Regions from separate parts of the Sus scrofa genome. Here region 2 is linked to region 1. A link is a contact called in public Hi-C data. All regions are on one chromosome and are shown on one strand. Each heading gives the region's core, a stretch centred on a gene start, on an enhancer-like site or on the middle of the called end of the contact. The rest is flanking DNA. Distances are from core to core; before and after follow the strand shown.

What was found. Hi-C and Micro-C count contacts between places; a contact is called where the count stands out from the background.
Region 2: a contact with region 1 is called in a Hi-C map of alveolar macrophages, with 2.5 times the contacts expected there. The contact joins the promoter of CX3CR1 here to the promoter of GORASP1 in region 1. A contact is called at or near these places in 1 of 5 promoter capture datasets (fetal skeletal muscle), 8 of 47 Hi-C or Micro-C datasets (alveolar macrophages, blood, embryonic fibroblasts and 5 more) and 2 of 2 datasets of contacts at active chromatin or transcription factors (alveolar macrophages and skeletal muscle).

Annotation. Positions count from the first base shown.
Region 1 is chr13:23,794,398-23,799,905 of Sscrofa11.1, forward strand. GORASP1 (Golgi reassembly-stacking protein 1) reads right to left here and starts at 3,111. Exons shown (of 9, transcript XM_003132121.4): 1 at 2,932-3,111. The coding sequence starts at 2,994. TTC21A (tetratricopeptide repeat protein 21A) reads left to right here and starts at 3,121. Exons shown (of 28, transcript XM_021071679.1): 1 at 3,121-3,318; 2 at 4,558-4,687; 3 at 5,481-5,508. The coding sequence starts at 3,292.
Region 2 is chr13:23,954,271-23,959,307 of Sscrofa11.1, forward strand. It overlaps CX3CR1 (CX3C chemokine receptor 1), which reads right to left and starts at 3,297. Exons shown (of 2, transcript XM_003358374.4): 1 at 3,146-3,297. LOC110256576 (a long non-coding RNA gene) reads left to right here. Exons shown (of 3, transcript XR_002338216.1): 3 at 1-1,227.

The DNA of each region.
Region 1 (5,508 bases), core at 1,861-4,360:
AGAGCTCACCACTGAGGCTTTGGATCAAAGCCAATTTGCCCTTGGAATCAGGACTCCCTCCTGGCCATGGCACCAAGAGACCCCCTCCTTCCACCTCCAGAAGCTGCTCACTGAGGGTGAGGCCAGATACCAATCCCAGCCCTAGTTGGCCTGGCCCAGAGGGCAGCTGCTTGGAGCTTGTCTCCAGCCCTTCAGGGGAAAGCTGGGACCAGGTATCTAGGGAATCAGAGGACAGTTAATGAGGGAGAGGTGGCAGGGAGCGGCTCCTCCCTGTGCTGGGCCACTCCACCTCCATCAATTAAAAACCCTGCTCAGAGACCAGTTGCCTTCTACTCTCAATGTTGAGGCTCAGAGACTCAGGCCCCAGGGCACAGGCCCAGCCCTCTCCCAGCCCACCCAGCACCCCCACCTCCCCGCTCCTGTGGCCTTGTCCTTGGTCTGGCTGTGTTCCATTGCCCTTGCTCTGGGCCTTGATATGGCTCACCATGGCTCCACAGCATAAACCATGCACACCGCTGCCCACTGCACCCACAGTCCCGAAACTAGTGCCGCCCTCTGTCTGGCTCTCCCTGGGGGCTCCTGTCATACCTGACCCCGTAGTCCCATGATGCGTGCGGCTTTCATAATGCTCCCCCCACCCCCACATCTCCCATCAGGGCACCTAATGCGGTTAACAATGATGGCAGCTTCCACCTCCTGAGGGTTGGCTGGGCACCAGGGCACTGCACCACTGGCTTCCCCCATTTAACCCTCTCACCAACCCCAACTGACAGGGGAGGAAAAGCTCTGTTATTCAACAACAGTCTGACCTCAGGAAATCCGACTCACAGCCCGCTCCTGCCCGCTGCCCTGCAACATTTCCTGGTGAATCCTCCACTGCTGTGAGCTTGCTGAAGGCAGCGACTTCGCTGTGCCTGGCACACAGTGGGAACCCCCAAATGCAGAGAAGGCAGCACACTTGCTCTTCGGTTTTCAAAACGTTAAATAGTTAATGTCACACCTCCATTTAAAACCTCCTGATGGCACCACATCTAGAACAAAATCCGAAACCCTCAATACAACATGCAAGGCCCCACACAACCTGGCCTCTCCATTACCACTTTCCTTACACAGGCCACACCATCCAAGCACACCAGCCCCAACTCCTTGCTTCTCCTCAAGCACAAACACAATCCCACCTCAGGGCCCCCCTATGCCCACAATGCTCTCCCCCCAAATATCGGTATTGTCCACACTTCACTTCCTTGCGAGGTGTCTGTTCAAATGTTACTTGATCAGAGGCCTTTCTTGACCCATCTAAAACGGCATCCACTCTTCATTCTGCATCTGCTTATCCTATTTCTTTTTCTCCCTAGCAAGGATCACCACCTACCATATATTTCTATTTCTTGTCTGTGTCCCTCCTCTCCCTGCCAGCATCCAAATGTAAGCTCCATGAGAATAGGGACGAAGTCTGTTTTGTTCATTGCTTTATCTTTGGTGCCTAGAATTCTACCTGCCACAGAGCACGTGCTCAAAAATCACTGTTTTGGCTATAAGGATATATTATACAGCACAGGGAATATAACCAATATTTTATAATAACTATAAATGAAGTATAACTTTTAAAAATTGTGAACCACTATATTGCGCACACATATAATATTGTATATCAACTATACCTCAATTGAAACAATTTTAAATAAAGTTACACGTATGAAACAAAAAAACTTTTGTGAAGGAAGATCTCCAATTCCTCACTCTCTACTCTGTCCCTTTCCAGTAGGCCCTTCCTGTCCTCGCTCTTACCATTGTCCCCTTTCCTTGTCAATATTCTCAATTTGCCTTCCATCAAACCTGTTGGAAGACTCTTCTGGCTGCCGGCATTTCACTATAGACCTTTCCAGGCAGGTGCCTGTCCTGGCTTTCCTTTTAGGAAACCCCTCCTTTAACCCCCGCCCCCTAACCTCATAGTTGTTAACAGAATCTCCCATAACAATAAAGAGACCACTCAACAGCCACTACCAAACTGACAAGCTGGCTTGCTTACCCCCATCTCTGCAGTCATCAACAGCACACAAGGGTGAAGGCAGAGACCCTCCTGCCCTTGTCAACTCTGTTACAACCCCTCCTTCTCCGCTGTACAAAACACCCCAAATCTCCATCTGGCTTCGGGCCCCCCTCCTCACCTTCAGACTCTAAAAACCCAACCCATCTCTACTTTCCCCAGGACTGCTCATCCTGGCCCCTTTGGGGCCACACCGAGGGCACATTCTCAGCCGTGGCCTTACCCCGCTTCTTTGCAAAGTTCCACCTGGGAACCCTACCCCTGCTGCAAACTCTCCCCAAGCCCTCTGCCACATTCTCTTGGCTCTCCCGCTCCCACTTTTCCTGGCTGATTCTCACTGGTCCTCAACCCCCCGTAAGCCCTTCGATCCCACCACAGACGAGATGCGCGCTGGCGTGCTCCCTGGAAGTTGGCGTCCACTAGGTTACCCAGATCCCCTGGTTCCAAGGACGGGGATCGCCGGGGCCTCAGCGTTGCTGGCTCTCTGTCCAGGCCTAGCACAGAGTGAGGTGCACAGCAGGCGATCATAAATGTGACCCAAGTGCACAAATGCGTCCCGTACGGACCTGGTGCACTCACTTTTCACCCGCCAGAAATGCCATTTCGGGGCGGCCTGACCCGACCAGGAAACGCTCCCGCTTCCTGCAGAGTTGGCACTCGGGGCTGGCGCCGAGCGGACCGCGGCCGCAGACCGGCTGGGGCCCAGGAAGGCCGCGGGGTCGCTTCTCGCCGGCGGCTCCCACCGGAAAGGGACACCATCCTCCCCCGGGCAGCCACAATAGAGCCGGGACCCGGTCACTGCAGCCCCCGGGCCGGCGATCGGGCGTCCGGGGGGTAGCTGTAGGCGCTGCTCCAAGTTCACCAGCGCCGCGGGGGCGACTCACCCCGTGCAGGTGGAAGCCCTCAGTGCCGCCCACGGGCTGCTCGGCGCTGGCGCCCAGGCCCATGGTCACAGTTGGCTCCCGCGCGGGTGTCCAGAATCGCGGAGCCCACCCTGGAGGCCGACTTAGGCGTCACTTGCGCGGAGTCGCCCTCTCCGCGCTCGATTAGCAGCGCCTGTCACGTGGGTGAGTGGCCACGCCCACCCGACTCTGACGCCCCTAGCAAGCGGCCGGCAGCTCTGTTTCCAAGGACGCGCGCGCCTCCGACTTCCGGCCCAGAGAGGTGTGTCCTGGACCCTGATTTGAGAATCCAGCTTCGCAAGGCACCCCCAGGCCCGGACTCGGAGCCGTGGGCGCCTGGAGATGAGCAACAATGACTCCTCTCTTATGGTGCGTGGTCCCGGCACTCCCACCCAGGACTCTCCACCCTTGGCCCGGTGATCCCCCGCGCCTTGCATCTCTCCTGTCACTTCTATGACCGCTCTTACCATCCCCCCTACCCATATTTCACTGTCCTCAGCCTCTTCAGGCGGTCATGGTCCCTTCTTGTCTCTTTCCGTGGCGAGCGGATCCTCTCTAGGGTTCTCTGTGTACTTTGAGCCCCTCATTATCATCCCCACCCAGTCCTATCCCCGAGCTCCTCCAAACTAAAGTGTAAAAAGCTATCTCCATCACCTTGCCATTATCTCCCCTCCCCCTGCCTGTGCCTCTTGTGTCCTTCACCCCAGTGGATGTCACCACCATTTGATCCCCCAGCTATTATTCTTCCCCATACTCATCTCCAGATTCTGTGTATGGGCAGGAACTGTCAGCTCCTAACTATCTCCTGAAATCATCCACTTTTTATCTCCTAGCCCAGGATCACCACCATCTCCCCTCCAGGCACCTACGACTGTCCCCTCCCAACTGGTTTCCTTGCTTCAGCTCTCTTCACCAGCAGTACCCTACCACCACTACCACCAACAACAACAGCAACCATCTGAATACTTTCCCTCCACTCCTCTGTGCTTAAAACCATTCCAGCTGCTTCCTCTTACCCTCAGGATGATGTCTGCGCTCTTTCATATGGCCCACAAGGCTGTATACAATCCAACCACATCTATCCCCAACCCCAACCCCCACAAACCTTAGGGGAAGTGAGACTTCACTTTGAAATTTCAGCCCCTATTATTGTGCGACCTTTGTCAAGCCACAGCTTCCCTGGGCTTTGGCTTCCTTAACTGTGAAGGATAGGGAGAGGATAATGCATAAGATAATGGGTAAAGCCCTTGATATACTTCCCAACAGGTGGTTAGCTCACAGTAACTTGTTACTCTATTGGTGTCATGATTCTTATTATCAGTCCTCTCTCTTCCCCCTTATTCCATTCCTAAGGCAAAACCTAAATTGAATTCTCTATCACATTTGAACCAGAATCTGTGGTTAATTCCAAAACAAATATCTCCAAACTTCTTCCCAGGGAAAATATATGGAGCTGTTCCTAGGGCTGAGAAGGAACAGGATAAGGCCTGAATAGTCTTTCTCTTCTCTTTACAGAAATGGAGAGGGAGAAGGGAATAGAGGAGGCAGTGGGTTAGAACAGAGACAGAAAGAACTGGGGCTGTTGCACCTGTGTCTTCCTTCTCATAGGCTGGAATCATTTACTACTGCCAAGAAAGGTATTTCCGCCACATGCAGCAGGCTGCAGCTGTGGGCCTGGAAAAATTCAACAATGATCCCGTGCTGCAGTTCTTTAAAGCCTATGGAGTCCTCATGGAAGGTAAGGACTTGTCAATTCGTCAACTTGTCAACAGCGCACTGGTGCGCTGGCTCCACCTGGATGCCTACTTCTACCCCAGTCATATTCCCATGGAAACAGTCTTATACGCAGTGACTAGAGTCCCAGGTTCATCCGCAGAAGGCTGTGTAATCCATATCTAGTTGACTTTTGAGACCTCAGAGAGCTCACTACCCCTGCTCTACACCTCGGTTTCTCTGTCTGTAAAAGGAGTGGGTGGAGAGGTGACTGCATGATTATTGAACCAATTCCAGGCTTGGAAGCTGAGAGCTGGTAGTGCAGGAAAGGGAAGAAGTGATAGGTGTGGGCACAGGCAGTTATGGGACAGGATCAGGGAGAGGAGTGGGGCCGATGCAGGTGCTGACTCACTGACATTCGGAAAGTGGTCCTGGGCCAGGGGCCTGCTGAGCTGCCCATGGTCAAAGTCTGTGGACACAAAAAAATAAATATAATTGGTGGCTCTGAACAGCTAGTTGGAACTTCCCAGGGGTCCTTCTTCAGAACCCACCCACAAGTATCCCTGTGAGCGCTTACACGTACATACATCTCTCAGCTCCAAGCCCTCAATCCCCTGGCTTCCTGGGCCATGGTGCCAGCAACCCTTTCAGAAAGCTTCAGCCTTCAGGGAACTTGTGCTATTAGGGAACTTTTGGACCAGTTAGTCCAACCTTGGGTCAGATGGTACCAAGACTTGGGTCAAGTGTATGTCTGCCATGGAGCCGCCTACCCTCTGAGCATGGAGCCCAGGGCATAACCATGTGGGCTGTCTTTGCAGAGCGCATCCAGGATGCCATCAGCAGCCT
Region 2 (5,037 bases), core at 2,047-4,546, 160 kb after region 1:
TTTGAGGCCAAGGTCTCTGGTTTGGGACCACACCTGATATTGCTGGGTTTTTTGCAGCCCAGGCAGGCTGGGGATAGGGTGCCTCCTGGGAGTGGGGGTGGGGGAGGTATGGCAGGGAATGGAAGTTTGTCCTGAGACTGACTTAGCTCTGGCATGTCCCGTCCTCTTCTGCCTCTCACAGCCTCACGCAAAAGTAGTCAGTGATCTGAAGGTACACAAACTTTCTGAACCTCAGTTTCCTATAATGACAACATACATTGTTTCTCGAGCACCAAATATGGGCCAGGCAGTGAGCCTGGAACTTTATATGCCGCACCCTTCATCCTCACAGAAACCCAGCCTGTATCCATCACTCGGCTTCGACTGTTATCAACTCATGGCTGGTTTCATTTTAAAAGCAGAACCTAAGGCTTAGCAAGGTCAAGTGCAGAGCTTGGCCTTCATTCCAGAGCCAAGCTCTTTCCCCCGCCTACCTGTGAGGTGGTGAGAGTGACAGGTGTGGAGCAGGGCTAGACGGTGGCTAGTACACACTCACACACAGTGGTGCTTCCTTTGAAGCCAAGGGCCTGGGTGAGAGCCAGGTCAGTCTGAGGGCTAAGAGGGGTCGAATTGATTTTAGGCTGGGACTGTTTCCTATCCCGCATCCCTTTGTGAAAACAAAGCCCAAGCAAAGAGGAAGGTGAAGGATGTGAATCCATCACCTCCACCTCCCCGCCAAGCCTAAGTGTCCCTGGAGTTTCCCAAGAAAATGGGGAAGTTTTCATGCCTGCTTTTCACACAGTCCAGTCTTCTTTTCTTTGGGTTCAAGTTTTTTCTTCCTCAAGTTTTCTATTTCAACTATTTGAAAAAGAAAAAGCCTTTTTTGCAGAGGGAGGGCAGGAGGAGAGAAATCCTCAAACTCCCTGGCCTTCCTCTGGACTGGGCTGTGAACTCACAGAGCAGAGACTGCGGTGCCCCGGGGCAGTGACCTGATGTGGGTCACGCAGTGAGAAGTGACAGGCCCCAGCCAGCTGTGGCGCCAGATGTCTTTCCTCCCGTTTTGCATCCACATGTGTGTCTGCTCATACTTTCTTTCTGATGATTGTGTTTTCCAATGACACAGACCTTCTGAGCCCGAGTGTCCCAACAGCATACATCAATATGGAACATCAGAGTTGTGTCAGCAGTTTGTTTTGAAAATAGTTTTCATTATAAATGCAATAGATGCTCACAAAAATATAGATGGGGCAGTTCACACTGTGGTACTACAGTGGGTTAAGAATCTGGCGTTGTCTCTGCAATGGTTTGAGTTGCTGCTAAGGTGTGGGTTCTATCCCCTCAGTGGGTCAAGGATCTGGCATTGCTGCAGCTACAGCGTAAGTTGTAGCTGCAGCTCGTATTTGATCCATCCCTGGCTCAGGAACTCCATGTGCTGGGTGCAGACAAAAAAATGAAATATAAAATGCAGATGGCACAAAAAAGCATGACGTGGAAAGGAAAGATAAAACACAAAACTATCTACAATCCGGCTTCCCAGAGCTAACCACAGCTAGCTTTTAGCTTTCTCATCCTATCTTTATGCATATTTTTAATATTAATATAGAGTATATTTATATCTAAAATGAAAATACTATTTTAAAAGCATTTTATTATACAATTCCTGAACATAAAAAAGCAGAGAGGACCCCGACGCACTCACCACCCAGCTTCCATAATTCGCAACTCATGATCAGTATTTTATCTATTCCTCACTTTATGCCCTACTGGATTATTTAAAATAAATCCAGATGTCATGACATTTTACCCATAAACTTAACTAAGTGTGAATCTCTAAAACAATAAGAAAGACAAAAATAAAATTATTTAAAAATAACTTCAATGTTATTTCTCACCTTAAAAAGTTAATAATTCCTCAGTATCATCCAGATGTGATTTTACCTTTCTAAAAAAATTTATTTTATTTTATACCAGATTTACAATGTGTTGATTTCTGCTGAATAGCAAAGTGATTTAGCTTTTTTTTTTTTTTTTTTTTTTTTTTTTTTTTTTTGTCTTTTTGCTATTTCTTGGGCGCTCCCGCGGCATATGGAGGTTCCCAGGCTAGGGGTCGAATCGGAGCTGTAGCCATCAGCCTACGCCAGAGCCACAGCAACGCGGGATCCAAGCCGCGTCTGCAACCTACACCACAGCTCACGGCAATGCCGGATCCTTAACCCACTGAGCAAGGGCAAGGACTGAACCCGCAACCTCATGGTTCCTAGTCGGGTTCGTTAACCACTGTGACATGACGGGAACTCCATGATTTAGTTTTTTAATGTATATTCTTTTTCATATTACTTTCCCTGATGGTTTATTATACAATATTGAATATAGTTCCCTGTGCTATACAGTAGGACCTTGTTTATTCATCCTACATGTAATCATGGGCAGATGCAATTTTATTTTTTTATTATTATTGTTATTATTATTATTTTGTCTATACCTGTGGCATGTGGAAGTTCCCAGGCCAGGGACTGAACCCATGCCATAGTGCAACCTGAGCCACTACAGTGACAACGCTGGATCCTTAAACCTCTGAGCCACCAGGGAAATCTGATACAATTTTATTTTATTTTGTCTTTTTTAGGGCTGCATCCATGGCGTATGGAAGTTCCCAGGTTAGGGCTGAATCAGAATGTATCCACCTGCCTGTGCCACAGCCACAGCAATGCCAGATCCAAGTGGAGTCTGTAACCTACACCACAGTTCATGGCAATACCATATTCTTAACCCACTGAGCGAGGCCAGGGCTTGAACCTGCGTCCTCTTGGATACTAGGCAGATTCATTTCTGCTGAGCCAGGATGGGAACTCCCTGATACAATTTTAAGTGATGCTTTTTTAAAATGAGCATTTCTCCATGTCCCTGAAATGTAATTACTAATGCTTTTAATCATATTGCATCACATTGAGCAGATCATAAATGATCTAATTACCCACTGTCCTCTCCCCACTTCTCCCAAGCCCCTTGGACATTTAGGTTGCAGTATCCTCAGGAAAATGGTATCGCTTGTTAGGATGTGAAGCAAACCAGCCTCTTTAACCCACTTTGACCTCTGACCAAAGTGCCTCCCCCACCTGGCACCCACAGGGCACCCTCAGGTGCTAACCACATCCTCTTCTCTTACCTGGGCTGGACCTGGGGAGGGAACTTCTGGATGTGCCAATCCGCCACCCTGTCCTGCGAAGACTCTACCAGAGAGTATTTCCCTTTCCCTCCCTCCTTATTTGCAAAGTTAGCCAATAGTGTCTGGTTTCCTGTGAGGTAGACTATGTTTAGATGCTGCCCACGCAAGTTCAGAAGCTCCAGGCTAGAGGCCAGCTGAGACAGGAGGGTCTGAATTCACAAACCTGGGAGCCTAGGGGCACACACAAGCCTGGGGACAGACCAGGAGGGGTTTGGAGGGAGTGATAGCTTGGGGGCTGTGTTATCTACCCCTACCCCAATGTGAGTGGAGGGCAGGGAACAGTGCAGCTCTCCTTAATGATATGCTTCAAGAAAGCCCAGGAACTGAGCCTCAGTTTTCCTGCCAGTAAAAGGGAGCCCATAATACTCACTGGGGTGCAGGTTTGCTGAGCTACAGATTTTCTCTTCAGAGTGTGGTCCCAGCTGGGAACTTATCAGAAATGTAGCACGTCAGACCCTGCCCTAGGCCTCTTGAAGTAAGACTCTGCTTTTTTTTTTTTCCTTTTCGATGCCTTATAGATTTTATTCATGATAAAGAAAATTCACCTCTATGTATCTTTATTTTTTTTTCCCATGTGACTCGCTTTATTATGACATCTGCTTTATTGCGGTGGTCTGGGACCAAACCCACGATATTTCTAAGGTATGCCTATATTGTTTTATAAAAACAAAAAATTTTATTTATTGAAGTATAGTTGATTTATAGTGTTTCAGGTATACAGCAAAGTGATTCAGTTATGCATATATGTATTCTTTTTCAGATTATTTTCCTCTATAGGTTATTACAAGATAGGGAATATAGAGACTGCATTTTAATGACGTTCTTAGGAGATGGTCAACATATTGAGTTTGAGAGGCATTGGCACAGAAAGCACCTACAGAGTGCCTGGCACCTGGTGGGCACTCAATAGCATGTTTCCCCTCAACTCCCTCCTTTAAGGCTCTTTGTGGTTCCCTGTACCCTGCAGTTAAGCCCATGTTGTGTATCTGATGGGCAGTGGTCCAGGCTGCTCCAGTGGGATGTGCCACCCAGTTGGGTCCTGATTTCCAGGCTGTGATCCTTCCCCCAACCCTGGCCAAATGGTTCTCTGACTGGAACTAGAATCTCAACCACCATGGCCACACTGCTTTCCTACCACTTCCTTACCTGCCCGAGTCACATTCAAGGCCAAGACTCCTCCTGGTCACCCCTTCCCAGGGCCTAGCCAGTGTCTGGAATAGGTAGGCCCTCAGTACATGTGTTTATTGAGTGGTTGATGACACCCCCCCCAGGCCTTCCCTGGCTCCTCACTGCCCTTCTCACCACCTGTGCCCAGCACAACCCTGGCTCTAGTCACTGTGGTCCTAAGGGGAGGACTGAACTGCAAGCTCCCCGTCCCCCCGCCCCCACATACCGCTCCTCATCCCCAACACAGACTCTCCAGCCAGGACCAGCTGTGAGTGGGACAGCAGTGCCCCAAGCTGGGTGACCTGCTGGCATTTGAGGAAGTCCACTGCCCAGTTTCCTTTCTCAGTCTTCCCCTGGCCTCAGTGTCAGGCTATCTTCTTGGCCAGGCTAGAATTTGTGCTAAAAATAATCCAAGACTACTGCTGGATTCCCCCACCCCCAGGGAAATTCAATATAGAGGAGCCTGCCCCACTGGGACTGGCAGATAGACTTTACTCAAATGCCTTGAGCTGCAGGAAACTTCAGATGCTTGTTAGTGTTTGTGGACGTTTCTTCTGGATGGGTGGATGTGTATTCCACCTGGACAGAAAAATCCTCTAAAGTAGTTAAAGCCCTCCTTAAGAAATTATTCCCTGAGTTGGATTGCCTACCCCCTTCAAAGCCCT